Regions from separate parts of the Sus scrofa genome. Here all the other regions are linked to region 3. A link is a contact called in public Hi-C data. All regions are on one chromosome and are shown on one strand. Each heading gives the region's core, a stretch centred on a gene start, on an enhancer-like site or on the middle of the called end of the contact. The rest is flanking DNA. Distances are from core to core; before and after follow the strand shown.

Evidence for each region. Hi-C and Micro-C count contacts between places; a contact is called where the count stands out from the background.
Region 1: a contact with region 3 is called in a Hi-C map of skeletal muscle, with 5 times the contacts expected there. The contact joins the enhancer-like site here to the promoter of RRP12 in region 3. A contact is called at or near these places in 1 of 5 promoter capture datasets (liver), 18 of 47 Hi-C or Micro-C datasets (alveolar macrophages, blood, embryonic fibroblasts and 9 more) and 2 of 2 datasets of contacts at active chromatin or transcription factors (alveolar macrophages and skeletal muscle).
Region 2: a contact with region 3 is called in a Hi-C map of skeletal muscle, with 2.8 times the contacts expected there. The contact joins the enhancer-like site here to the promoter of RRP12 in region 3. A contact is called at or near these places in 11 of 47 Hi-C or Micro-C datasets (embryonic fibroblasts, heart right ventricle, liver and 6 more) and 2 of 2 datasets of contacts at active chromatin or transcription factors (alveolar macrophages and skeletal muscle).
Region 4: a contact with region 3 is called in a Hi-C map of heart right ventricle, with 3 times the contacts expected there. The contact joins the promoter of PI4K2A here to the promoter of RRP12 in region 3. A contact is called at or near these places in 3 of 47 Hi-C or Micro-C datasets (embryonic fibroblasts, heart right ventricle and omental adipose tissue) and 1 of 2 datasets of contacts at active chromatin or transcription factors (alveolar macrophages).

What each region holds. Positions count from the first base shown.
Region 1 is chr14:108,930,950-108,937,838 of Sscrofa11.1, reverse strand. All of the region lies in intron 1 of UBTD1 (ubiquitin domain-containing protein 1), which reads right to left. Among named protein-coding and RNA genes, the nearest start is that of HOGA1, 24 kb to the left of the region's middle. Within about 2 kb of position 4,303, at least 9 of the 83 cell types and tissues checked have an H3K27ac peak or open chromatin away from gene starts, as enhancers often do. A contact at or near this core is called in skeletal muscle, where this site is marked.
Region 2 is chr14:108,978,193-108,985,406 of Sscrofa11.1, reverse strand. The region is part of intron 6 of HOGA1 (4-hydroxy-2-oxoglutarate aldolase 1); the gene reads right to left. Among named protein-coding and RNA genes, the nearest start is that of MORN4, 18 kb to the left of the region's middle. Within about 2 kb of position 1,601, at least 3 of the 83 cell types and tissues checked have an H3K27ac peak or open chromatin away from gene starts, as enhancers often do. A contact at or near this core is called in skeletal muscle, where this site is marked.
Region 3 is chr14:108,802,886-108,810,137 of Sscrofa11.1, reverse strand. RRP12 (RRP12-like protein) reads left to right here and starts at 4,625. Exons shown (of 34, transcript XM_021072760.1): 1 at 4,625-4,870; 2 at 5,405-5,637. The coding sequence starts at 4,732.
Region 4 is chr14:109,006,118-109,012,688 of Sscrofa11.1, reverse strand. It overlaps PI4K2A (phosphatidylinositol 4-kinase type 2-alpha), which reads right to left and starts at 4,546. Exons shown (of 9, transcript XM_001929034.6): 1 at 3,977-4,546. The coding sequence starts at 4,411.

The DNA of each region.
Region 1 (6,889 bases), core at 3,054-5,553, 130 kb before region 3:
TAGAGATCAGGTCCAGCTAATGGGCCACTCTTCATCTGCTGAGGGGTGAGAAAGCTCTGTCAGCACTGTCAAAATTGAGAGCATCTGGTTCTAAGAAAGAGGTTTCCTGAAGAAGAGAGGCAAGGCTTGGGGACATCTGTTGTTCTTGCTCAGATGGCCCACCCTCCCTTACTTCAATGGTCAGGTTCTGGTCCTGTCCCTGACAATCCAGGTTACTGGTGACCTTAGGGTACCTGAAGTGTCACTGTGTATGCATGCCTCTCTCTTTTTAATATCAACACAGCCCCAAGGCGTCACCTTTCAAGGCTGTCACCTCAGGAGGCCCCGCATACCTGAAGGATGCTTTGCTTGAATACTTTGCCTGCAGAGTCCCCTCCCTTCACCCAGAGAAAAGCACGCTTTCCTGTCTGTGCTGTCAGAGACACACGTCACATACCAGGACAGACGCAATGCCAGTGAGCCTCCCCAAACAGTAACTGCATTTGCATCACCCAAGACACAGAGCTTAAAATCTCCTCACCCTGCACACTGGTTCCCTTCAGGCTGAAGATACTAGAAACTATTAAAATGGGGTGGTGGCGGAAGAAAGAGGGAGGGTTGAGGTAAGAAAAGGGCAGGAGGCCAGCCCTTTCAGCCACCACTGCACTTCGCCAGCAGGGGGCAGCAGCAGCACCCCGGGCCAGGGGCTGGCTTTGCTCACAGTGATTGAAACTCAGCACACAGCTTAAAGATATCCAGCAAGCTTCCCCAGGCCGGAGGCAAGCATGTATAAGAGACTTGCCAAAATGTCTGGATCCCCACACACTGATGCTGACAATTTTAGACACAGATACAGACTAAATAGAAAAGGAAGCTTTTACTCTAAACATAAAAGCAAATTGATGAAGAATATTTTAAATTTCATTCATTTAAAAAATGACGTTTTACAGTTAGTTGAGTCAAAAAATATCGGGCAGGGGAAAGGGTGTGAATGCTCTTATATGCTGGTACAAACTTTCTGGAGGGCAGTTGCTATGATACCAAAAAACTTACAAGTATGCATCTCTTTGGCTCAGCTGTTTGGTTTCTAAGAAAGTATTCTAAGAAAATAATCACAAGTGTGTGGCGAAGGTTCATCTCCAAAGCTGTTTAACTCCGCCTGGTTTTCTAGAAACAAGTTAAAGGCACGCCACCAGGAGAAAAGCTACATAATGTCTGTGCATCCGCGGCACCCATTTTGTGATGGGACTGAGGGAGGCAGAGTCACGCAGGGAAATGCCCAGTGATTCAGGGAAAAAAGGGTTAGAGAACAGCAAGTGTCTGTGCTCTGGCTTTTATTGCTGCAAATGTATGTAAAATTATACATATTAAAAAGACTGAGATGGTCTCCTGCAGTGCAGCACGCTAAGGATCCAGTGTTGCCACAACTGTGGCGCAGGTTGCAACTTTGGCATGGGTTCGATCCCTAGCCCAGGACCTTCCACGTGCCGTGGGTGTGGCCTAAATAAATAAATAAATAAAAATCAGATCAAAACACTGGAAGGAGTTACACCAAATGTTAACAATAGTTACATATATATATATATATATATATATATTTTTTTTTTTTTTTTTTTTGCTTTTTAGGGCCGCACCCAGAGCACATGGAGGTTCCCAGGCTAGGGGTCGAATCAGAGCTACAGCTGCTGGCCTACACCACGGCCACAGCAACACAGGATCCGAGCCATGTCTGCGACCTACATCACAGCTCATGGCAATGCCGGATCCTTGACCCACTGAGCAAAGCCAGGGATCGAACCCACAACCTCATGGTTCCTAGTCAGATTAATTTCTGCTGTGCCATGATGGGAACTCCAGCAATGGTTATATCTGATTGGCAGTTACCAATGATTTTTTTTTTTTTTTTTTGCTTATACTTTCCAAGTTTTCAAAAATAAGCAGTAGTTACTTTAGTTATAAGAATAAAACAATGAAGAGTTCCCGCTATAGCACAGCAGGTTAAGGATCCAGCACTGTCGCTGTGGCAGCATGGGTTCCATTCCCAGCTGGGTGCAGTGGGTTAAGGATCCAGCATTGCTGCAGCTGGGGGGCATAGGTCACAGCTGCAGCTCGGATTTAATCCCTGGCCCAGGAACTTCCATATGCCATAAGTGCAGCCAAAGAAAAAAAAGAATACAATGAAAGTTGTTAAGGAAAAAGGGTATATAAAGTTCTGAGAAGCAGCCACAGAAAATTCGGAAGAGTTTGGGGAGCTGTGGGTGGGGCTTGAGGGTGGTGAACGGGAGAGCCCAAGGCCCACAACCTCTAGGATTTCAGTTGCTGGCAGCTCTGGGAGCCTCTGTTCAGAGCCAGGCAGGATCTGTGGGTTTCAGCAGCAGGAGCATCTAGTGGCCCCTACTTAGGTCTCCACCTGCTCTAGATAAGCTCCAGGTCAAAGACAGAGTAACAGACGTGGTCCTTATCCTTAAGAAAGTTGACCGAAGAGAGATTTATAAAACAATGAATGATTCAGGTACACACCTATATATATAGGGGAGGTACAAAATGCCCATGAAAACCATGGGTTTCTGTAACTAAGGTGGCCAGGGAACTGAGCAAAGAATGCACGTTTCTGAGGACAGAGGCAAAAGTTGTGGGGGTTTTGTTTGTTTGTTTTAGGGCCGCACCTTCGGCATATGGATGTTCTCAGGCTAGGGATCTAATCGGAGCTGTAGCTGCCGGCCTACGCCAAGAGCCACAGCAATGCCAGATCCGAGCCGTGTCTGCAACCTACACCACAGCTCACGGCAACGCTGGATCTTTGACTCACTGAGCCAGGCCAGGGATTGAACCTGCAACCTCATGGTTCCTAGTCGGATTCGTTTCCACTGCGCCACGACGGGAACTCCACAAGTTGCGGTCTTGAAGGGTTGCCCGAAACATCACTTGTGCTAGGCCCTCCTGAGGTGCTGGTTAAAAAGCCAGTGTCCCAGGGCCCACCGCAGACCCAGTGAGCCAGAGTCACAAGGGCTGGGCTGGGGTAGGTACTCACTCTGATTGAAGAATCCCACTCAGATCTGGGGTTTCTGTGACTCTCACGTAGGCCGGCAGCTACAGCTCTGATTAGACCCCTAGCCTGGGAACCTCCATATGCCGCAGGTGTAGCCCTAAAAAGACAAAAAAAAAAAAAAAAAAAAAGAATCCCCCTTGTGAACACAGCAAAACAGAAGTGGAAAGAGCACGCTCCTCTAAACCTTAACATCAGCTAGTTCAACAGATAGCCTCCCAAGGTGCTGCTGAGAGCAGATTCCAAGGGGCAAGGGGGAGGGGCGAGAGGGCACGGCCGTCTGGGTTGCAGGGGGAGGGTAATGACAGTGGACGCTGCGGTTTGGCCTGGATAATGAATAGTGTCTGGCGATACCACCCCCAAGGGAGGGTTCCGAGAGAAGAGTGGGAGACAGAATACTAACGATCCCTTCCAATTTGCGTGGAGCTGGGGTGTGGCTATGAGTGCATGCGCGCGTGCATGCTTCGCACTAGTTAATTCAGGATAACTACACAAGAGAGGAGTCTCTAGAACCCACGGGAGGACAACAGGCCTGGCTGCTTCCCCCTGAACTCCCCAGGTTCTCACCAATGTCTGCTGAGTTGAAAATGGACCTGACAAATGCATGGTGCACGGGGAGGGAGCGAGGTGGAGGAGTCACCGCTGAGAGCAGGAAAAGCTGGAGAAAGGTCTGCCCCAACGGCCAAGTCGGGCTGTCCCTCCACTTCTTGATCTCAGACCCCAAGAGGCCCTTACTGTGGCTTTGGGAACTGGCACACCTGAGCCACTGGGATGTGACACCAAGTCTGAGACCAGCCAAGGGGAAGCAGAGATTTCCCAGGACAGTCAGTCCACCCAAGCCAGGAGACGGCCCTATTTATACCTGCCGCAATTCCCAAGCTCCATTTCCAGGCTCGGTTACCAAGCTCCATCCCCAGGTCCCTGTTCTAGGGATGGAGCCAGCAGAGTGCTCCCCAGAAGTCCTGACTGTGTGACAAGCCTGGGCTTGCTCTGGCTGGAGTGAGAGATGAGATGCCAGGCAGAAGGAGAAGCCTGGGCTATGGGGGCTCTTTGGCCAGAACGCAGATGCCAGTCTCTCCCTTCCCCTTCCACCCTGGCCGTCACAGCTGGGCTGCAGGGAACCGGAGAGGTGGCTGAAGAAGGGCACCTGGCAGAGGGGATAAGCAATCCAAAAGAAGGGCAGGTCCAGAAAAGGCTCAGCCCAGCCAAGGAGGGTGCAGGCAGGGGAAGCGGAGCCCAGGTAATCCCTTCAGGAAGCGCGGTATTTATAGTTTGACTTAGCCCAAGATGACCCTCAGAGCCTGAGTAACCTTCGAAAGGAAAGCGCTAGGCCAGCTCAGCTCAGCTGAGGCCTCCCCACGTGGCCTCTTTACAGCCCTGGCCCATCTTTCGCATTCATTCCCTTAGGCCCAGCTCCAGGGTTCAGGGAAGGAAAGGGGTGGAGCCAGTTGCTAAGTGACAGCCCAGGCTTCCTAAACTGCATCCCTTCCTAGGGCACGTTGAGTCCCAGGGGTCCTGGGCAGGGTTGAAGGACGAGAGGCTCTTCTGGGAACCTTGAACTTAGCTCTGTGAGGGCGCCTGTACCTGGGCAGCTGCAGTTCCCTGCAATCATCCAGCTTGTCCCCCTGAGGCTGGGACCACCTCCGGTTTACCTCTGGGGTCCCAGAAACAGGCCCGGGTCTGGTACGCAGCAGGTCTCAATCCCTGTTTGCCCAAAGAGTGAGTGAATGAAGTGAATGGACAGTCTAGAAAAAGGGGGGTGGGGGAGAGCTGGAGAGGGCAGATGCCAGATGAGAGGTGGGGGAGCGGTGGGGACCAGACAGAGCTGCCTGGAAGAAATCCCCATAAAGCAGAGAGGAGAACTGGTGTAGGTGGGCAGCTGCAGCTCCGATCTGACCCCTAGCCTGGGAACACCCATATGCTGCAGCTGTGGCCCTAAAAAGCAAAAAAAAAAAAAAAAAAAGAGAGGAGAAAAAGAAAAAGAGGGTGGCAGAGGTGGCAGTCCAAAGGGACAGAACCAGCCCTGGAGGTGTATTGAGAGGAAACCTGCTGGAGGACAAGGGGCTGGATGTCAGAAACCACAGCCAGTGAGGGCCCGGAATCTTCATGGCCGACGGGAGAGACGACAAAGTGCAGCCAAGAAAAATAAACCTACCCAGGGCCCCCTGCTCGGGCGGCTGCAGGTGTGGACAAAGGGCGCCCTGCACCGTGGAGACAGGGCGCGCTTTCACTGCGTGTGCACACAACGCACACATTTCCTGGGGGGCACTTGGGGCAGCAGGGCCTTGATCTGCTCTCTGCTCTGTGCCCCCAGCGTGGGGCCCTCGGCTGAGCAGCCAGGTGAGGTGAAAGGGGGCATCCTAGGCTGGGCTCTGAGCAACGCTGCCCCTGACCCGAGGTGACTTCCTCCAGCCAGCCCCCTGCCCCATTTCCTGAGGGAAACCTGGCCCGTCTGATCTCTAGAAACAGAACCCCCCCCAGTCCCAGAGTCTACTCTGGGATCCAGCCGGCCGTAAAACCAGCAGCTCCTTTTCTGGGATCGACTGGGAAAGAACAATGTACTTTATCAGCAGAATTAAAGCATCGGGTGTTTGGGAAATGATAGTAACTATCCTTATTTTAAGTTCATGTGAATTAAAAAACAAAACAAAACAAAACAGGAGTTCCCCTTCTGGCTCAGCGGTTACCGAATCTGACTAGCATCCATGAGGACAAAGGTTTGGCCCCTGGCCTTGCTCAGTGGGTTAAGGATCTGGTGTTGCCGTGAGCTGTGGTGTAGGTCGCAGACTCGGCTCGGATCCCGCATTGCTGTGGCTGTGGTGTAGGCCAGCAGCTGTAGCTCTGATTAGACCCCTAGCTTGGGAACCTCCATATGCCCCAGGTTTGGCCCTAAAAAAAAGCAAAACAAAAACAAAAAAACCCAGTCTATTGCTTTCTTGTAGTGAAAATATTCCCATCTCCATCACGTGCTGATTTTTGTTTTCAGGTGCAACACAGGCCTGGCCTGAATGGGAACAGTTCCAGGACTACCAGCTCTAGGGGAAGCTGGATGTCAGATAACTATGAATTAGGAGAAGCAGCATAGCCTGTCTCTCCAATCTGGCTACTCACTTCCACATGAGCTTCCACATGGATGGGGCAGGGAGTGGGGGCGTCTTTGGCTACCGACCACCTGTGTGGGTGCCAGGGCCCACCTCATCATTCCAAGCCTCAGGGTTCCATCTGTAAAGAGGAAGTAGGGCCCACTCATGGGATTGCTGTAAGGACTACAGAGACCACTCTACCCGGGGCTTAAAAGACAGTCGCTTTTGTAGTCAGTCATCAAGCCAAGTCAATAATGCTCATTACCATTATATAATTAACAGAATGAAAGGCTACCATCTTTCCCCCTGACCCCTCCTAAAGTTGCTGTGATTTTTGAAAACTCCTGCTGTGGTGGACTCTTGGTCTCTCCCTCACAGTGCAGGACGATGCAGGGGTTAAATGAGGTTAAGCTTGACAGGGACAAAGAGCAGGCTTGATGGATGCCCGCTTCCCTGTGTGGCTGCACAGCGTAGGGTCAGCACTTTTCCTGGGGCAGACGAGGGAGGATGGCGGCTAATAAATAAAACAGGAACTCCCCAGAGGTTGCTAGAAAGGTCTCCGGTATCTGGCCAGCTCCCCTTGCTACCTCAGGACTCCAGGGAGGAGAGACGGGTCATTGCTACCACAGCTTTCCACAGCCCTGCTGGCAGGAGAGGTCCCTGTGGGATGGGTCCAGACCAGCACCAGCCTGGCAGCCAGGTGTCTAGAGGCCGAATGGCATGGCCTGACTTGTGACACCCGAGACTCTGACCCCCTGGGCGACAGTGCCACCCGTGCTTC
Region 2 (7,214 bases), core at 352-2,851, 180 kb before region 3:
GGGAGGGAGTCCCCTGCCCACACACGTCCAGGACCCAGATGTGTCATTTTCAGAAAGTCAGGGTTCCCACCCTCCTCCTCCTGTAAAGTAACTCTGCTGAATCTATGCGGCTTAGATTGAGCAGATTGGGAATCCAGAAGGCAGGTGGGCAGTAAAGAACACAATGCCAGAACCTAGGCTAGAGGACAGAAGGCGCCTCCTTTGGTTTGGGGAGAGAATCCACGCCATCAGGGAGGAGAGTGGCAGTGCATCCTCAGCTGGGATGGGAGAGGCAGCGCTGTGGGTCTGGGCAGTAGAGCATCCCTGGTCTGGGTCCCATCACTGGTCTGCAGCCCAGGTCCCTGAACCTGACCCAGGGCACAGAGGGCCTGGGAAGTCAGGCACAGCCCACCTTCTCTCACCCCAGCAGCAACGTCGCCCCCATCCCCCATCCCCCATCCCCCCATCCCTCCTCCCTGACCCCAATCCAAATGCTGCCACAGGGAAAACAAGGAGTCAGTGTCCAAAGAAGTTACACTGTGTAACCTTGTATCATTAACTTCTCTCTGAGCAAGTTCATTTGCCTAAAAAAATGCAGGGGCCAGACCACAGGATCTCTAACGTCTTTTCCATTGTAATGGGAGACTTAGAGCTATTGTCATACTTTAAAATCATGCGTGGAGAAAATAAAGCATCAAATTTGGAGTTCCCGTAGTGGCTCAGCAGTAACGAACCCGACTAGTATCCATGAGGATGTGGGCTCATTCCCTGGCCCCCACTCCATGGGGTAAGGATCTGGCATTGCCATGAGCTGTGGTGTAGGTTGCAGACACTGCTCAGATCTGGTGTTGCTGTGGCTGCGGTGTAGGCTGGCAGCTACAGCTCTGATTGGACCCCTAGCTTGGGAACTTGCATAGGCTGTGGGTGTGGGCCTAAAAGTCCAAACAAATAAATAAACAACCCCCCCCAAAAAAAACCCATCAGATTTCTTTTCTTTGAGCATTGCAACTAGTTGTTTCATGCTGATGGGAAGTTTTAGGTTAATCTTTGACTACCTAAAAACTAGGAAAGTAATTATTATGTAATAAAATTTTCTTCTGAGGGAAGGTAAAACCTTCGAAATATGGGCTTCATGAGGGGTAAAAATAATAAAAAGAGGTTGTTTGGGGTAAAAAGGTTGAGAAGCATCAATGAAGGATTAATACCTACTCAGCCGTAGAGGCCAGTAGGCTTCAGGAAGCCTCCTCCTAGGCCCTGCTCCAGCCATGATGTTCCAACAAACTGGGCTTTTCACCCAAAACCTGAGTAGGGTGGGAGAGACAATGGAAACAAGAAATAGCTAGAGGAATGCTTTCTCCCACCAGAGGTGTCTGAAGAGCTCTGCCTTGGCCCTCTGTAGACCCTGAGAAACGGTGGAATGCTTTGGAGGTAAGAACCATGGAAAGTCCTAAATATAGTCGGGGCAGGAGGCCGGCTGGGCAGGAGGGTAGAAGAAGCACATTGCGTTCGAGCAGGGCAGGGCAACAAGGTGACATCAAGCTGCTCTTGGGGTGGTTGAGCCTACAGCGCAGGCAGCAGACAGGTGTCCAAGGCATTCCTGAGTGTGTGCCCAGAGCTGGCACAGGACCAGGCACAGAGGGAAGGGTAAGAGAGGATGGCATGCCGAGGGCTAGGATGGCAGCATCCTCTCTTCCCAAGGGGCAGCCCGAGCTGCTTCGTCTGTAAAAATTAGGAGATCCCATATCACAAGAATTGGATGAGAAAAATAGCACTGTTAGCCCAGACGCCAAGAGGCCTGGAAGCTCCTCTTCCTGTTCTGGGGGCAGGTAGGTTCTGGGACCTTCTTGCAGGCAGCTGGGAGTGGGAGAGTGGAGGTCCTAACGCAGTGGCATGTCCAGAATGTGTAGCACAGCCTGGGCCTTTGGGTGGGTGGGGGCCTCAGTGGAAAGACCCTCATTTCTCCAATTCTTATGCCCTATTTTTAGAGCGTCCTATCCCAGGAGAACCTTCACACCCAGGGAGACTCACGCTTGCCTCCTCAGCTGTCCTTTCTCTACATCTGAGTTAATCTGTCTCTTGGAGGGAAAGATACAAACTGTGGGGAAGTCTGGAGTCTGCCCACCGCTTTAGGGAACAAAACATTGCCTGGCTCTGTTGGGACTGTCGTCTCAGAGGCAAAACTTGAGGGGCCACCAAAAAACACTGTCACAAGACAAATATTTAATGCAATATTTTTTAAAAAGTAAAAAATCAATGCAAAAAAAAATCCTTAATGCAAAAAATGCCAAAGTTTTTTTTTTCTTTTTTCTTTTTAGGGCCCCACCTGTGGCATATGGAAGTTCCCAAGCTAGGGATCAAATCAGAGCCACAGCTGCCAGCCTATGTCACAGCCGTAGCAACACCAGATCCTTAACCCACTGAGCAGGGCCAGGGATTGAACCCACATCCTCATGGATACCAGTTGTGTTCGTTACCACTGAGGCACAATGGGAACTCCCACTTGTTTACTGATTTATCTTCAAAGGTTGTTTTTTTTTTTTTTTGCCATTTTTGTTTTGTTTTTGTGTTTTTTTGGCAAAGTTTTAAATAAAGGCAGGATCCAACAGAGCCATGCCCTGTCATAATGTAGCCTGAGGCAGACTAATCATGTGTGTCCCTATGTACACAAAAGTGGATTTGGGCAAAAAAATTGTTTTGATGTGTTTGCTTCCATTCAAGCCAGGGGAGTAAAATTCTTTTTTTTTTTTTTTTTTTTTTTTTTTGCTTTTTAGGGCCTCACTCGCAGAATATGGAGGTTCCCAGGCTAGGGGTCAAATTGGAACTGTAGCCGCCAGCCTACGCCACAGACACAGCAACGTCAGATCCAAGCCACATCTCCACAGCTCACAGCAACACTGGATCCTTAACCCACTGAGCAAGGCCAGTGATCAAACCCGAAACCTCATGGTTCCTAGTCGGATTCACTTCCACTGAGCCACAATGGGAACTCCTAAAATTCTAATCAGTTATGTTTTTGGTATAGATAAAAATATCTCTTTTTGGCCATGCCCACAGCACGAGAATCGTCTCAGGCCAGGGATCGAACCTGTGCCACAGCAGTAAACCAGAGCCACCATGGCAACAATGCTGGATCCTTAACCTACTGAACCACCAGGAAACTCCTAGATAAAATATTTTAAATGAAAAAAATGCTGTGAATTTTAAAGCACCTACTTTTAAATGTTTCAATTTTTTTCTCCAACTACTTTAATGTTTTAGGAGAGAAAACTCACCATTTAGAAAACTATTTAGAGCTTCCAATTCCAGGAAGATGGAATAGGGATACAATTCTCTATTCCTCCCAAAAGGTAGAACTAAAACCCCCAGGACATTATGTAAAAACAAACATAAGACTGTGAAAGGCAGAGAGAAGAGAGACAAACCAGGGGCCTCAGGACCCAAGGAACAGCACAGTGCTAAGCTCCGTGGCCCGGACTTGGAGCTGAAGGAGCAAGTAACCCTGAAATGCCAACAAGCACAGACAAGAAAAGCCCCACAAGGAGTTCCTGTCGTGGCTCAGCGGTAACAAACCCAACTAGTAACCATGAGGTTTCAGGTTCAATCCCTGTCCTTGCTCAGTGGGTTAAGGATCTGACCTTGCCCTGAGTTGTAGTATAGGTCGAAGATGCAGGCTCGGATCCCACATCCGAGCTGGCACCTGCAGCTCCGATTTGACCCATAGCCTGGGAACCTCCATATGCTAGAAAAAAAGAAAGAAAAAAATAAAAAAGCCCCACCACATCCTGTTCTCTCTGGCCAAGGACTGGGAAGGGGCAGCTGAGCAAGATGGAGAATTGCTAGTTAATAATCAATAATCGGTCTACTCCAGCCAAATCCCACAATAAAAACCTGTGGCCCCACCCACACCCTGGCCAGCAAAGGCTGAACTGGGGGCCAGAATTTCTACCCCATACTCAGCGGTAAAGAGTACCCTGTGCCCACGAGGGATGGTCTCAGAAGAGGCCTAATGAAGAGAGTCAGAACTCTGACTGCTGCTCTGCACTAAGGAGACCATCCCCACTAGACACAGGAGGGATGTCCGTGAGGCCACATGGGGAGCAGTAAGGAGGTACTGCTCCCCCTTCCAGCTGGGGAGGGATCAGTAGAGGCCTAGAAGGGAGCTCTTATTTCTTTCAACTCCCCCAAAAGAAATCTCCAGGCCCAGATGGTTTCACTGGAGAATTCTCCAAAATGTCTGTTTGTTTTTCTCTCTTTTGTCTTTTTAGGGCTGCACCAGTGGCATATGGAGGATCCCGGGCTAGGGGTCCAACAGAGCTGTAGCCACCGGCCTACACCACAGCTCATGACAATGCCGGATCCTTAACCTACTGAGAGAGGCCAGGGATCGAACCCGCATCCTCATGGATGCTAGTCGAGTTTGTTAACCACTGAGCCAGCACGGGAACTCCCTCAAAAATGTTTAAAGACGATTTAACACTAATCCTCACAGTCTCTTCCAGAAAACAGAGGAGGAGGAAACACTTCCCAATCAATTAACAAAGCAATTTTTACCATGTTACCAAAATCAGACAAAATCAGGGAAGAAAGAAAAAGAAAGACTGTACACCAATATCTCTTATGAATATAGACAGAAAAACTCTTAGCAAAATATTAGCAAAGGGAATTCAGCAATATATAAAGAGTTATACATCATGCGTAAGTGGGGTTTATTCCGGGTTTACAAGTCTGGTTCAATATTTGAAGATTATTAACATAACCTGCCATGTTAACAGACTAAAGAGGAAAAAAAAATCACAAGATTGTATTAATTAGTGCAGAAAAAAAATTCAGAAAAATTCAACACCCATTCATGATTTAAAAACTCACTGAAAACCGGAAAAGAGGGGGAACTGCCTCAACTCACCCAAGAGTATCTACAGAAACCTTATAGCTAACACTGTACCTAATGGTGAAAGGCTAAATGCTTTTCCTTAAGATCAGAAACAAGGCAAGTATGTCCATTCTCACTACTCTTAATCAACATAGTGCAGGAAGTTCTAGTGCAATAAGGCAAGACAAGAAATAAAAGGCATACAGATCAGAAAGGAAGAAATAAACCTTTTTCTATTTGTAGATGATATGATTGTCTACATAGAAAAATCCCAAGGAATCTGGAAAAAAAAATAAAACTGCTAGAACTAATAAGAGAGTTCAGCAAAGTCATACGATACAAGATAAATAAGCAAAAATCAGTTGTGTTCCTGTACATACTAGCAATGAACATATGAGTAGTGAAATTAAAAATACAATATTAGAGTTCCTGTTGTGGCACAGTGGAAACAAATCTGACTAGGAACCATGAGGTTGCAGGTTCAATCCCTGCCTCGCTCAGTGGGTTAAGGATCCGGCATTGCCGTGAGCTGTGGTGTAGGTCGCAGACGCGGCTCAGATCTGGCATTGCTGTGGCTGTGCTGTAAGCCGGCAGCTGTGGCTCTGATTGGACCCCTAGCCTGGGAACCGCCATATGCCATGAGTGCGGCCCTAAAAATCAACAAAAAAAAAAAAAAAAAAAAAAAAAGGAAAAGAAAAAAATACAATATCATTTATAATAACTCAAAAAATATGAGCCACTTGGGTATAAATCTCTCAAAACTGGTACAGGATTTGTTGGCCAAATACTACAAAATGCTGATGAAATAAATCAAACAAGGCCTATGTAAATGGAGATACACCATATTCAAGGACTGGAAGACAACATAGTAAAAATGCCAATTGCCCCCAAATTGGTATACAGGTTTAGCAAAATCCCAGCAAAGGTATTTGTAGATATAGATAGACAGTAGTTTTCTAACATTTATATGGAAAGACAAAGGAATTAGTTTCGTTAAAACAATTTTGAAAAAAAAAAAAAAAGAACAAAGCAGGAGGCATCAGTCTACCTGATTTTAAGACTTATTACACACCTACAGCAATCAAGTCTGTGTGACATTACAGAGGGATAGATCAATGGGGAGAAGAGAGAATCCAGAAATAGACCCACACAAATACACCCAACTGATTTTTGACAAAGCTGCAAAAGTAATTCAATAAAGGAAAGACCATCTTTTCAACAAATGGTGCTGGAGCAAATGGATATCTATAGGTCAAAAAAGAAAAGAAAAAAAAATGAACCTTGATCTAAGTCTCATACGTTTCATAAAAATTAACGCTAAAGGGATCACAGGCTTCTAAAATATAAAACTTTAAAGAAAAAAATTTTTAAAAGTTCAAAATCCAGCACTAGGCAAAGGGTTCTTAGACTTGGATCAAAAGCATAAACACAAAAGATAATGTTGATTAACTGCACTTCCTCAAAATTAAAAAATTTTTTATTATCCTTTCAAAAGATTTGTTCAAAGAATAAGACAAGCTACAGACTGGGAGAAAATACTTTCAAACCACATATCTGACAAAGGACTAGCATCTAGAAGATATAATGAATTTCCAAAAGGCAACAGTTTAAAAATAATTAATTAAAAAAATGGGCAAGAGACATAAACAGACATTTTATCTAAGAAGATATACAGATGACAAATAAATATGATGAGATTTTCGTTAGCACTAGCCATCAAAAAATGTAAATTAAAACCACAATGAGGACTTCCCGTGTGGCTCACAACACAAGCATTGCTTCTACAGTGGCTGTGGCTCGACCCCTGGCTTGGGAACTTCCATATCCCGAAGGTGGAAAAAAAACGAAAGAAAGAAAGAGGAGTTCCCATCGTGGCTCAGTGGTTAACAAGCCAGACTAATATCGATGAGGAAGTGGGTTCGATCCCTGGCCTTGCTCAGTGGGTTAAGGATCTGGCGTTGCCATGAGCTGTGGTGTAGGTCGCAGATGTGGCTCGGATCTGGCGTTGCTGTGGCTGTGGCATAAGCCGGCAACTACAGCTCCGATTCAACCCCTAGCCTGGGAACCTCCATATGCCAAGGGTGTGGCCCTAAAAAGACAAACAAAGAAAGCAGAAGAAAAAAAAAAAAACCACAATGAGATGTCATGACATGTCTATCAGAATGGTTAAAAAAAAGTCACAACATCAAATGCTGGTAACGATGCAGAGAGACTGGATCACTCATACATTGACACTGACGTAAATACAAAATGGGGGGGAAGCAGGCGAGTGGCGGTGATGGTGGTGGTGGTGGGCACAGATTAAAGGAAGAATGAAGAGTAATTCTTGAAGATAACTGGGCAATTTTTCTTTAGGTTTTGTTTT
Region 3 (7,252 bases), core at 3,376-5,875:
GTTGCTGGAATTCACGGTCAAGGAGGTTGGTCTTTTACCAAAAAGGTAAACCTGGGGGGACAGGGTGGGAGAGAGTGTGCTCAGGCCACCTAGATGTCTCTTGTCGCCTCTCCTAGCACCACATGCTTTCTGAGCAGATGGCTCAGGATGGAGGGCCAGCAGGTAGCCTATGGCCTCTCCAATGCCCGTTCCAGACTGGTGCTTCTTCCAGGATGGGTATCCAGTTATGACACAGACTCAATTTGCAGGTCCTCAGTGTCTGTTGCCTAGGAAAAGGGTGCGAAAGCTGCCACCACTGGGGGCCTCTTCATCTCCGGATCTGATTTGCAAAATCCTAGTCAGCTCAGCCATTGTTGCTGTTTGTTGGCCTCTCTGCAGGGTTTTCGCTTTAACTGATAGTTTGCAGGGCTCCCTCTGGTGGCAAAAGTGTACCATGGCACCTCTCACCAGGTACCACCAACATTTTCGGAGTTGTGCATATTTTGACACACACACACACACACACACACACACACACACACATATTTTGTATTGAATTCTCAGAGTAGCCCAGTGGGTTCGTTGTTATTATAACCACTTTACAGAACACAAAATGGAGACTCAGAGAGGTTAAATTCTTGCTGCTTATTAAGTACAGATTCGAACCTGTTGCTGAAACTTGGTCTCTGTCCACTGGTGCCAAATAGAGAAACACAGAGACAGAGTTTTGGGTGAAGGAGAAAAGGATAGCTTTTATGGCTTTGCCAGGCAAAAGAGGCCACAGCAGGCTAATGCCTTAAAGACTGTTCCCCACATGGTGGTTTGATAGTTTGGGGAGCGGAAGATAGGGTCACAGACAAGGATCAGAGTAGAAGCCAGATTGCACTGTTAGTGGCCCCAGGAATGCTTCTTGTGGTCCTCCTTCTTCCTGGAGTGAAGAATGTTCCTTCAAGTAGTTAACATCTTCCATTTGTTGGGGATTTAATTCTGCGGAAGGGCTCAAAGATATTGTTAGGTATATTCCTTGAGGAGGAACCAGGAACTTATCCCAAGCCTTCACTATTGTCTTCCTCTCTCTCTCTCTTTTCTTTTTTTTTTTTTTTGCTTTTTAGGGGTGCAGTTTCAGCATATGGGAGTTCCCAGGTTAGGGGTTGCATTGGAGCTACAGCCACTGGCCACAGCCACAGCAATGCAGGATCCAAGCCACACCTGTGAACTAGCTCATGGCAACGCCAGACCCTTAACCCACTGAGCAAGGCCAGGGATTGAAACCGTGTCCTCATGGATACCAGTCAGGTTTGTTACCACTGAGCCACAACGGGAACTTCCATTCAACAGTAATTTGACGAATACCTTCTAAGTACCATGCAGTATTCCAGGTGCTAGAAATGGAAGTGACAGTGCTCGCTTCAGCAGCACACATACTAAAATTGGAATGACACAGAGAGATTAGCATGGCCCTGTGCAAGGATGATACGCAAATTCATGAAGCGTTCCATATTTTTAGATGCAGACTATTGCCTTTGGAATGTATTAGCACTGAGATCCTGCTGTGTAGCACAGGGAACTACGTCTAGTCACTTATGATGGAACATGATAATGTGAGAAAAAAGAAGGTATACATGTATGTGTGACTGGGTCACCATGCTGTACAGTAGAAGAAAAAATAATGTATTGAGAAAATAAAAAATAAATTTAAAAAATAGGAGTTCCCGTTGTGGCGCAGTGGTTAATGAATCCGACTAGGAACCGTGAGGTTGCGGGTTTGGTCCCTGCCCTTGCTCAGTGGGTTAACGATCTGGCCTTGCCATGAGCTGTGGTGTAGTTTGCAGACGCGGCTCGGATCCTGCGTTGCTGTGGCTCTGGTGTAGGCCAGTGGCTACAGTTCCGATTCGACCCCTGCCTGGGAATCTCCATGTGCCGCGGGAGCAGCCCAAAGAAATAGCAAAAAAATAAAAAATAAAGAAATGGAAATGGCAGAATGAAAACCCTGTCCTTATGGCATTTTTATTGTGGAAAGGATGCTAGGTGTCTGTGTTCTCCACAAGGTCCCCAAAGATCAGCTGCAATCATTTGTGGAAAGCTCTGTTCCAGAAGGATATGTAAGAACAAGGGCCACTTAGTCTGCTCAGGCTGCTATAATAAAATGCCAAAGGTTGTATAGCTTATCAACAACGGAAATTAATTTCTCGCAGTTCTGGAGACTGGAAGTTCAAGATCAGAGAGCCAGTGTGATCGGTGAGGGTCCACTTTCTAGTTCATAGCCAGTGCCTTCCTACTTTGTCTTCACATGGAGGAAAGGGATGGGCATCTCTTCGTACTCTCTTTTGCAAGACACCAATTCCATCCATGAGGGTCCACCTTCATGACTTAAACACCTCCCTAAAGCTCCACCTCCTACTACCGTTATCTTTGGGAGTTAGAATTTCAACATTTGAATTTGGGGGGACAGGGTCATTTCATAACAAGGGGAGAAAGTCACATTGTATTCAGTGAAAGAAGCAGGATTCAAATTTTAATCAGCTTCTGTTTCATTTAGAAGATTGACTCATTGAAGTGTTTTACTTAGTGGGAGCTAAAAACAATGTGTGTAAAACGAATGCGTGACCTGGAGTTTGCACGTGCCAGCCACCTCTACATGAATTAAATCACGAGCCCCTGCAGCTACATACCCGCAGCACTGCCTGAGTGGAGCCCAGCAGGGTGGAGACCAGGAGTGAGGCACCTGTGCTCTGGGAAAACTGGAAGAGGTCTTCAGATAGTTAGATATTTTTAGGAGAAGATCTTATGAGCCCAATTCTTTCTTTCTTGCTTGCTTGCTTGCTTGCTTGCTTTTAGGGCCAAACCTGCAGCATAAGGAGGTTCCCAGGCTAAGGGTTCAATTAGAGTCACAGCTGCCAGCCTACACCATAGCCACAGAAACTCGGGATCCGAACTGGGTCTGCGACCGACACCACAGTTTACGGCAACGCCGGATCCTTAACCCACTGAGTGAGGCCAGGGATCGAACCCGAAACCTCATGATTACTAATCGGATTCGTTTCTGCTGTGCCACCTGGGAACTCCTATGAGCCCAATTCTTGCCTCTCCTCATATCTAGAAAAACACTAAGATCCTTCATGATGACGAGATCAGCAGCAAAATGTCTGTAAATGCATGCTTGGCTGTGTCCACTTCCCCTTCCCCTTTATCACTTATACCTTGATATTTCCCCTTTCCTCTTTGGAGCACCAGAGCTGTCTGAAATACTGCCTCCTGGGCTATAGTGAAGTGGACAAAACAAAAGATGTCAAGGTCACCTCTGAGTGCAGCCACTCCCAAGGGTGAGCTGGTGAGCCCTGAGAGCACTCAGGAAAGAAACAAAGAAGACTGGCCCATAGCGGAGGTGCCTATCAAAGGAGTGATTTCAGTAAGCCCAGACCTTTACATCTTCCCAGAGAAACTGATTTTCTGTAAATATTTTCTGTAAATCTTTTGTTCCTACTACCTTCCCTTTGTTGCAAAAACTTGTATATATATCCCAGGTCCCCTCTCACCTCCTGGGAGCAGTTTTCTCAAGGCTACCTGAGATGCTGTCTGCCAGGCTTAAGTCCTAATTTTGCCCCAAATAAAACTTCAGGTTGTGCAATTTTTTCATCTTTATTTTTATTTTTTATTTTTTTCATTGTCAGCTGCCCCATGGCATATGGAGCTCCCGAGCCAGGGATCAGATCCGAGCCACAGTCTTGACCTAAGCCAAAGCTATGGCAATGCTGGATCCTTAACCCACTATGCTGGGCTGGGTATGGAACACTGGACCCATTGCTCCCAAGATGTCACAATCCCATTGTGCCACAGCGGGGATCCTGTGCAATTTTTTAAAGTTGACAGATATTTAGAACCTAATCAGCCAAAAGCTCCAGGATCAAATGTCTGACAAAATTAGATTTATTGATTTGAAATGAGGGAGGGAATTCCAGAGGAATCTTGAAATTCTGCCCTGCAAGAGAAGGGAGGGAAGGTCTTTTGTAAAGTTTGGCTCTAGATAAAGGATTTGTGGGAGGGAATCAGGAGAGTGGGAATCAGTTCTGGATTGGTTTCTGGTTTTGAAGTGGAATTAGAAGAGATTAATTTAGGGGGATTTGAGTGCTATCATAAGGCCAGGGGTGGTTTAGCAAGTGGATATCTCCATTATTAAATGAAAATAGCTAAGCTATTTTTTTCTTTTCTTTTTGGCCCCAACTGTGGCATGCAGCCACAGCAGCGGCAACCCCAGTTCCTTAACCCGCTGAGCCGCGAGGGAACTCCAGTTTGGAGCATCACTGGTTGCTTTTTCTTTTTTTTGGCCACGTCTTCCAGGCCAGGGATTGAACCCAAGCCACAGCAGCGACCTGAGCCACAGCAGTGACAATTGCAGGATCCTTAACCGCGAGGCCAGCAGGGACCTCCGATGTTTCTTTAACCTGCAAAGGAATTCCAGTTTTAGGACACTCCTCTGTAGCCAAGAACCGAAGCCTTGGACTAAGAGCCCTAGAGACTCGGCAGCACCAAAACTTCCTCCCTAGAAGCAGATCTCTCAGGAGCCCCTCCCTATCAGAACCTGGACGCTAGGTGAAACCGGATGTTGATGCTCTTGCCATGGTGACGGACGCGAATGCGGAAGTTACGCCAGAGGAAGAGGAAGTGAAGTGGGCTGCGGACCCACGTGGGTCCTGCGCGTGTTTCTAGGTCCCTGGAACTTAGTCCTTTAAAGTCACTCTCGGCTTAGTCGACATGGGTCGCTCGGGGAAGTTGCGCTCCGGCGTCTCGGCCAAGTTGAAGCGCTGGAAGAAAGGCCATAGCAGCGAAAGCAACCCTGCCATCTGCCGTCACCGCCAGGCCGCCCGCAGCCGCTTCTTCAGTCCGCCCTCAGGTAGCAGGGTGACAACCCAAGGCATTGCGGGCGGAGGGGTTCTGGGCGGGGCTGGATCCTGATGGATCTGAGCCTTCTGGAGGCTTTGGGGAGCAACCATCGGCCTTTCCTCTCTTAAAATGTTCAATCTGGAGCCTGCTGTAAAGGTCCACCTTCCCCATTTAACAGATGCAGAAACTGAGTCCACAGGAGGGAAATGACTTGGCTAGGGTACCAGGAGTATCATAGTCAGTACTCTCGGCTGGAATTAACCTTAGTGACTCTTTGCGAGTCGCTTTCATCTTAATCTCTCAACCAAGCCCCTCGCCGCAGCCCCTAGCTGACTCCTACCGGCGAAACTTTTACCTGGAGGGTTCCCTTTCTGAGTTAAGTTCTAGGTGTACAATGGGATAATGAGGCAGACCGCGTTCGGAATTTAGCCTCTCGGGTTGGGGGCCTGGACTCCACAGGTTTGTTTCCTAGGGTTCTTGTTCTCTTGGCCAAAAGGCGGCTTGGGTTAAAATAAGGGCCTTACCCTATGCCCCCGGTTCTCAGGAAAGAGCAACCTGACAGTTGATGCAGTGAAGTTGCATAATGAGATGCAGTCAGGGTCTCTGCGCCTGGGCAAAAGTGAAGCCCCTGAGACAGTCATGGAAGAAGAAGAGGTGGCCCCGGCTCTCACAGAGAAATCTTCAGGCACCTTCCTGAGTGGCCTCTCCGACTGCACAAATGTCACCTTCAGCAAAGTGCAGCGCTTCTGGGAGTCTAACTCGGCTGCCCACAAGGAGGTAAGGGGGAGGGTCAGGGCAGCAGGAGGCTAGTGAGGGGGGCCAGTTGGACTGTTGATTGGTGACAGCAGCTGGAATCTATGGATATTGTGTCCTGCCCTTTTTGTCCTCTACTCATTTCTTCTTCTGGGGCAGTTTCCACTACTTTTTTTTTTTTTTTTTCCCACCCGTCTTTTATCTTTTTAGGGCCGCACCAGTGGCATATGGAGGTTCCCAGGCTAGGGGTCCAACCAGGGCTGTAGCCGCCGGCCTACGCCACAGCCACAGCCACAGCCACAGCAATGCCAGATCCAAGCTGCCTCTGTGATCTACACCACAGCTCACAGCAGTGCTGGATCCATAACCCACTGAGCAGGACCAGGGATCGAACCCGAGTCCTCATGGATGCTAGTCGGGTTTGTTAACCATTGAGCCATGACAGGAACTCCCAGTTTCCACTACTTCTTTTTTTTTTTGTCTTTTTGCCATTTCTTGGGCCGCTCCTGCGGCATATGGAGGTTCCCAGGCTAGGGGTGGAATCGGAGCTGTAGCCACCGGCCTACGCCAGAGCCATAGCAACTCGGGATCCAAGCCGCGTCTGCACCCTACACCACAGCTCACGGCAACGCCTGATCGTTAACCCACTGAGCAAGGGCAGGGACCGAACCCGCAACCTCATGGTTCCTAGTCAGATTCGTTAACCACTGCGCCATGACAGGAACTCCTCCACTACTTCTAACAGCATCTCCTCAGCTCATGAGTAAAGTCCCTCAGGGTATTTTCCAGATATTTTTCTTTTCTTTCCTTTTTATGGCCACACCCCTGGTGTATGGAAGTTCTCAGGCCAGGGACTGAATCTGAGCCACAGCTGTGACAACAACCTGAGCCGCAGCTGTGGCAATGCTGGATCCTTTAACCCCCTGCACCAGGCCAGGGATCAGACCTGCACCTCTGCTGCCACCCAGGGTGGTGCACTCAGATTCTTAACCCACTGACATTTTTCAGATGTCCCCAAATGGGCAATGTCCTCATGTCTAAGAAATATTTTGCAAACGTTTATCTCTTCAACTGTACCTAACACAGGCCTTTTGTATATAGAATGTTTTCAGGAAACATTTGTCAGGTAAGTTAATCCCGAATAATTATTGGTGGTTTGAAAATGTTTTATCTAAATGAACTACATGTTATTTATTTTTCAGTAGTTTATATTTTTATTTATTTATTTATTTATCTTATTTTACTATTGCTCCTGCAGCATATGGAAGTTCCCAGGCCAAGGGTTGAATTGGGGCTGGAGCTGCTGGCCTACACCTTCAGCCGCAGCAGCGGGGGAACTTCTGTATGCTGTAGGTGTGGTCCTAAAATGAAACACACAAACAACCAAAAAGAGTACATTATTAATTCTCTGTTGACAGCTGCTTGGTTGTTCCAGTTGGTTGTTGCCATAAAGACATTTGTGCATGAACGTTTGTACATTCGTGCAGGTGTTTCTGTAAGAGGTGGAGCCCTGGAGGGAGCTTTTGAGCGCACGTGTGGGTCTTCCCACTTGCCAGGCCCCGAGGTGTATTCATTCCCCTGGCTCTGGACACTGCTCATCTTGTGTGCCCTGGGCTTTGTCAGGTTAACTTGTGAAGGA
Region 4 (6,571 bases), core at 3,297-5,796, 200 kb before region 3:
CTTGGCCTCACTCAGCAGGTGAAGGATCTGGCATTGCTGTGAACTGTGGTGTAGGTTGCAGACACAGCTCAGATCCCGAGCTGCTGTGCCAGCAGCTACAGCACCGATTCAACCCATAGCCTGGGAACCTCCATATGCCATGGGTGTTCACCCTCTCCCCCCCCACCGCCTCCAGCCCTAAAAAAACAATCTGAACTCCTGCTAAGCAACAGGAACTATGTCAGCAGCTTTCATGTGTGATATCTCATTGAATCCTCTTAATAAACCAGTGAATCACATGCTGTTCTATGATTTGGCAATATGCACATCTAGTATTATCAGCCTCTCAAAACCGAAAATGCCCCAAAAATAGTTTGGCAGGTGACTGAGCATGAGACCTGCTGCACAAGGATGTAGGTGAGGAGGGTAATATGAGCACCCTCAGCTGTGACTCCTGATTGAGCATTTTCCATTTTACTGTTCCAGGTCCCCACTTGTTCATCCTTAGGAAGAAACCATCCTAAACTGGAAAGAGAATCGAGGCTATTATCCTCAAAAACCTGTCAGATCATCCAGCTCCAAAAGTACCTGTGGCAGAAACTGCTGGTTCCCCCACTCTCTTTCCCTCTTCTTCCTTGGACACGGGTCCTTATTTTCAGCTGGCAAAATAAAGACTATAGTTCCCAGCCACTACTGCAGCCAAGCTCTAGACAACAGGATGTAAGGAGAAGAGTCTGGTGCAACTTCTAGGAAATATCTTACAGGGACAGGGCATCCTCTCCCTCTCCTCCAAAGGGCGGAAAAGCAGACAGGATGTCTGCAGTTTAAGCAGACTTCTTGGATCATGAAGTAGAAGCCACAAGCTAGAGCTAGCTGGCCAGCTGGATGGAAGGATGCATACTGTTCATAGTACATCCCTAATAAAGTGAAACGCCATGCCAGCTCTGAGCAGCCTGTAGACTCCTTTTATGAAGTCAAATACACTTTTACTCAAGTTATTATTATTATTTAAAATTTTCTGTCACGCAGAGCCAAATTTAGCCCTAACCAATATGGTACCTGAAAAGACAAACCAGAGATTCAGATGACTAACTCTGAGGCAGCAGGACATAGTGGTTAGAAGCATGAACTCTGGAGCCAGTCTGCCTGGGTCGGAATCTTGCCTCCCACTTACCAGCTGGGAGACCCTGGGTGAATTAGTTATACTGTGTGCCTTGGTGTTACTGTCTGTGGGGATAATAGTACCTCCTTCCAAAGGTGTTACAAGTATTAAGTGAATTATTATTTGTAAAGCACTTTAAATAGTACCTGGCATACAATAAATGTTTAGCGTTTTTTTTGTTGTTGTTTTGGTTTGGTTTTTTAAATTTTTTTTTTTTTTTTTTTTTTTTTTTTTTGCTTTTTAGGGCCGCACCCACATATGGAAGTTCCCAGCCTAGGGGTCGAATAGGAGCTGCAGCTGCCGGCCTATGCCCCAGCCAGAGCAACGCAGGACCTAAACCGAGTCTGCAACCTACACCGCAGCTCATGGCAACACTGGATCCCCAACCCACTGAGCGAGGCCAGGGATCAAACTCGCATCCTCATGGATACTAGTCAGATTTGTTTCTGCTGCGCCACAACGGGAACTCCCAAATGCTAAGTATTTTTGTTTATTTATTTATTCATTCGTTTGTTTGTTTGTCTTTTTAGGGCTGCTCCCATGGCATATGGAGCTTCCCAGGCTAGGGGTAAAATCAGAGCTGTAGCTGCCAGCCTAAGACAAAGCCACAGCAACATGGGATCAGAGCTGCACCTGCAACCTACACCACAGCTCATGGCAATACCGGATCCTTATACCCCTGAGCAAGGCCAGGGATCAAAGTAGCGTCCTCACAGATACTAGTTGGGTTCGTTAACTGCTGAGCCATGATGGGAACTCCAAAAGCTAAGTATTTTTAAATAAAGTATTTTTAAATAAAATAAATAAACACACTTTGGAGCAGAACCAAAGATGATAAAACCAACTACAGCGAGTCTGTGGTCCAATACAATCTACCACAGCATTTAGGAAGTGAGCCTCTGCTCTGAACCACATTCTCCTCAATGGGAACAGGATGGTTAAATTAATAGGTTTTGTCCGGCCATATGTGTTTTGATTTCCCCTCTAAGAAAGGGCAGTGGCCAGGAAATTTGAGAGACTAAGATCTTGCAATTACCAAGAAGCATATCCATAGTCTGCCATTCTCTGTGGCTATGGACCAATGTAGTGGTACTTTACCTGCCAGATAGAATTGAGAGATCACGTTACACCCACATGTCAGAGCACCAGATCACTTCTTAGCTCACCTGACCCACTTTCCAGTGGCGCTGTAACAGTGTCACAACAGAAAAATGAAAACCTTCCTCCTACTTCTGTACCTAACAATCTCAGTCCCTTCTTACATCAGCCAACAAGCTAACAACAACAAAATAAAATAAAAACCACTCATATCTTAGATCTCATTCTGGTTACCAAATTAAAAAGACAAAAACATCTTGCATTAAACTTCAGGGCAAGGAGTTAAGGATCTGGTGTAGCTCAGGTTCAATCCCTGGCCCAGGAACTTCCTCATGCTGCTGGGGGTGCAGCCAAAAAAACAAAACAAAAAAAAAACAAACCCCAAATCAAAAGAAAACAAAACAAAAAACACCTCAGGACACCCACCTTTCTTTCTTTCTAGAAGTGACAGTTCCCCTTTGAGCTTTCAATTTAACTCACTGCTCTCTCATTTAAGGGACTTGGAAAGATTTTACTCTCAAAGCTTTCCCCCATCTCAGTTTATGTTAATTGAGTTGAGAGCAGATTTGCTCTCTGGTTCTTGATGGTAATTCAGGGGCAACATCTGGGAGAATAATCGGACCCTTCAATGAACCTAACCAAGAGCTGCAAAGTGACCATCCATCCTGGCCACTCAGCACCACCCATCTGACACACAGGGGAAATTTAAGAGAGCTCTGATACCCACCCTTCTAATAACTATAACAATAATATATTTTTCCAATAAACCATACTGGTCCAGCCGAGAACTTTAACAGGGAAGACTTGATATTTTTTTGACTCACTGATATTCCAAAGATACCTCTAGTTTGATCTAAATGCCTTAAATTCTTCTGCAATTATCAAAAGTATAAAAGTCACTTGTCAGCTGCCCTGATCGCTTCATGCCCCATTCCTTCCCATCCCCAACCTCCTTTAAATACATGCCAGTGATAAAACAGAGGTCAGCCAAACACTTCGCCTTCCTGAAAAAAGCAAACTTCTGAGTGTCCTAGGTAAAAAGTGAAGGTTAAAAGGTAGTTGATAGTCCCATGTTTCTCAAACTTCACATTCTAAACTGAGGAACCATAAAAGAGGATTTGAACAATTTCACAGAAGTGAGCAATGATCAGTACATATGAAACTGGTGAATCCACCCACTCTATCACCAACGTCTGCCAATAAGAGACCTGGGACGGTAGCAGGAGACATCTCCACAGCACAGAAAGATGGAAAAGAACCCTCAGAGCCCCTTATGGGTCACCCATTCTCCTCAATGCACAGCGACAACACTGGTTCTGTCCATAAAGAGAGAACGGGCTTAAATTTGTTAAGTCAGTGGACAAATAGCAGTCTCTATAGTTTAAAGCTCAGGAACCTAGTAGAAAGCAGCATTTCCCCGCGTTTCTGTCCAGAGGCCGATTGCCCCACCACACTGCCGGGCCCTTCGCCTGTATCTGGTCAATTTCCTCTTTTCATTTTCCGCTCCCTCCTCCCCTACCAAATAAGTTCTGATTTATTTCTTCATTCCGCAGAGCTTCTCCATCTCCAGTCCTCAATGGCACTCCAAAATCCTGCCAAGAGGCTCGGCACTATGAAGTTTATCCCTTTTGCAGCCTTTCAGCCCCCCTTCTCCCTATGGCTGTGCGAAGCCTCAAACTCGCCCGGCAGGCCCACCCTCCCCGAAGCCCGCGGCCTCGGTCCCCAGCCCGCTCTCACCCCCTGAGGGTCTTTGACGAAGTAGCTTCCGCTGGAGCCCTGGTAGATGCGCTCGGGGAAGATGCAGCGTTCTATGGCTAGCTCGGCCTGCCGCACCACCGCCTCGAACTCGGGGTCCTCCGGGAACTCGTTCCGCTCGCGGTGGGCCTGCGCGGCATGAGCCGCCGCCGCGGCCTGGGCGGCCAGGGCTTGGGCCTGTGCCGCCACGGTTTGGGTTTGACACTGGGCCGCCGCGCCCCGGGCCCGATCCAGCAGTGGCTGTCTTTCCCGGTCGTGGCCTGGTGAGCCCGGCGGAGAGGGGGCTGGGCCGGCCGCCGACGCCACGCGGACCGCGCCCCCCGGCACCTGCGGAAAGTGAGCGCCCGAGCTGGACGGGAAGGTGTAGTCCGGAGGTTGGGCCCGCTCGGGGGACACTAGTGGGCTCGTCTCGTCCATCCCTCAGGCCGCGGGCTCCGGGACCCGGTGCGCTCCACACAGCTGAGCTCCGGCCCGGACCAATCCGCGACACCCCCCAACCCGCGCCTGGCCAACCAGATTACGGTGCTTCTTGGCCCCGCCCCCACCCTCCCTGTTTACTTGGCGACGAGTAGGCACGACCCCTCGCGCGCAAACAGCAACCAATCAGAACCAGCGCCTACGCAATCGCGGCCTCCGCAGTTTTCGCCCGTCACCTTCTGTGAAGATTGCGCATGCTCCAAGAGTCAGCGGCGGGTCAGACACGCCCTCTGCTTTTTCGATCCTACTCTGCACTTAACTTCCGATTGCCTGCGCCTGTTTGGGAACCTTCAATAAAGCCGCCTACCTCATCAGTCAGTCTACTTGAGTGCCTATTATGAACGAGCTGAGAGACTGGAGAACTCTTGATCTGGAGTCGTTGCATCGTGCACTCATTCATTAAATATGTATTGAGCACCTCCTGTTTGCTGGAGAGACAGAAGAGAAGCAAAGAAACAAAAATTTCTACCTAAATAAAAAGTTTTTTTTTTTTTTTTAACTCTAGTCTTCATGTAGCTTACACACTGCCTGACCCAATGCTTAGAGCATATTTTTTTGGTTTTTTTCCTTTTTGTACTTTGAAGGCTGCCCCCGCAGCATATGGAGGTTCCCAGGCTAGGGATCCAATCGGAGCTGTAGCCGATGGCCTACGCCATAGCCGCAGAAACGCCAGATCCGAGCAGCGTCTGCGACCTACACCACAGCTCACCACAGCGCGGGATTCTTAACCCACTGATGGAGGCCAGATATCGAACCCGCGCGTCCTCATGAATGCTAGTCGGGTTCGTTGACCGCTGAGCCACCGTGGGAACTCCTAGAGCATATTTGTTAATTGAAGAAAGGTATGGTCCCATGAGACTAAAAAATTCCAGGAGTTCCTGTCGTGGCGCAGTGGTTAATGAATTCGACTAGGAACCATGAGGTTGCAGGTTCGATCCCTGGCCTTGCTCAGTGGGTTAAGGATCTGGCATTGTCATGAGGTGTGGTGTAGGTCGAAGACGCGGCTCGGATCCCTCATTGCTGTGGCTCTGGCGTAGGCCGGTGGCTACAGCTCCAATTAGACCCCTAGACTGGGAACCTCCATATGCTGCAGGAGCGGCCCTAGAAAAGGCAAAAAGAAAAAAAAAAAGAGTCCATGACCTTTTTTTCATCACTGTAAAACCTCAGTGTCTAAATGTACAGTGGGTGCTCAGTACATTTTTGTTAGTGGAAAAGAGGACCATGTAGTCCCTGCCCACAAGCTGAAGACACACAGCTCTCTGAGGCCTAGAAGAAAAAGAGCCGATATTGAGAGCTGGAAACTCCATATTAAAAGTTCAGTGACTTGGAGGTTGGTTGGAGAGTCAGCGAGGGCCTCAAGTTCAGCGTGTGCTGTGAGTTGTCTTAAAGGAGGAATGTAATTAGGTCACTGGAGGGCACAGTTACCCATGAAAAATTAGTCAGTATTCAATCTAAGAAAGAAATGGAATATTTTATTCAAAACAAACCTGAGGATTATAACGTGGGGGACAGTCTCTCAGAGAGGTCTGAGAACTGTCCTGAAGAGGTGAGGGGAGGTCAGTATATATGTGATTTTGAGGAATAGGTACTACAATCAAGCATACATCTTGGTAGAAGGTTATTGCTATTCACAAGCAACAGATACCTAGTTAACAGTTTTAGTGCTTTTCTAAGTATGGGAAGATGCAAAAAACAGGTTCCTAAAATTTCTCCTGGAAATATCTAACTAAGGGCTGTGAGTTTTCTCAGAGCACAAAGTGCCTCATCCTGATCTTCACCCTGAATTCCTTTCAATGTACTGTAGGCCAATAACTTGCAGTGGCTGATGACTTGATGCTTGTAGAACTGGATATGAGCAACATTCTTTGCTTTACAATCCCTGCTTTTTGGTCTTAATTTCAGCTAAAGTTTGAGAGGCATTTCGTGACTAATTTGCCTCATGGCACCAGGTTGGGTGAGGACTTCACTAACAGACCATTCAATCTGCTATTACTGTAGGTAATCAGCCAAGACCTACTGTATAGCACAGGGAACTATACTCAATATTTGGTAATAACAATAAGGGAATAGAATCTGAAAAAGTATAAATATATACACACA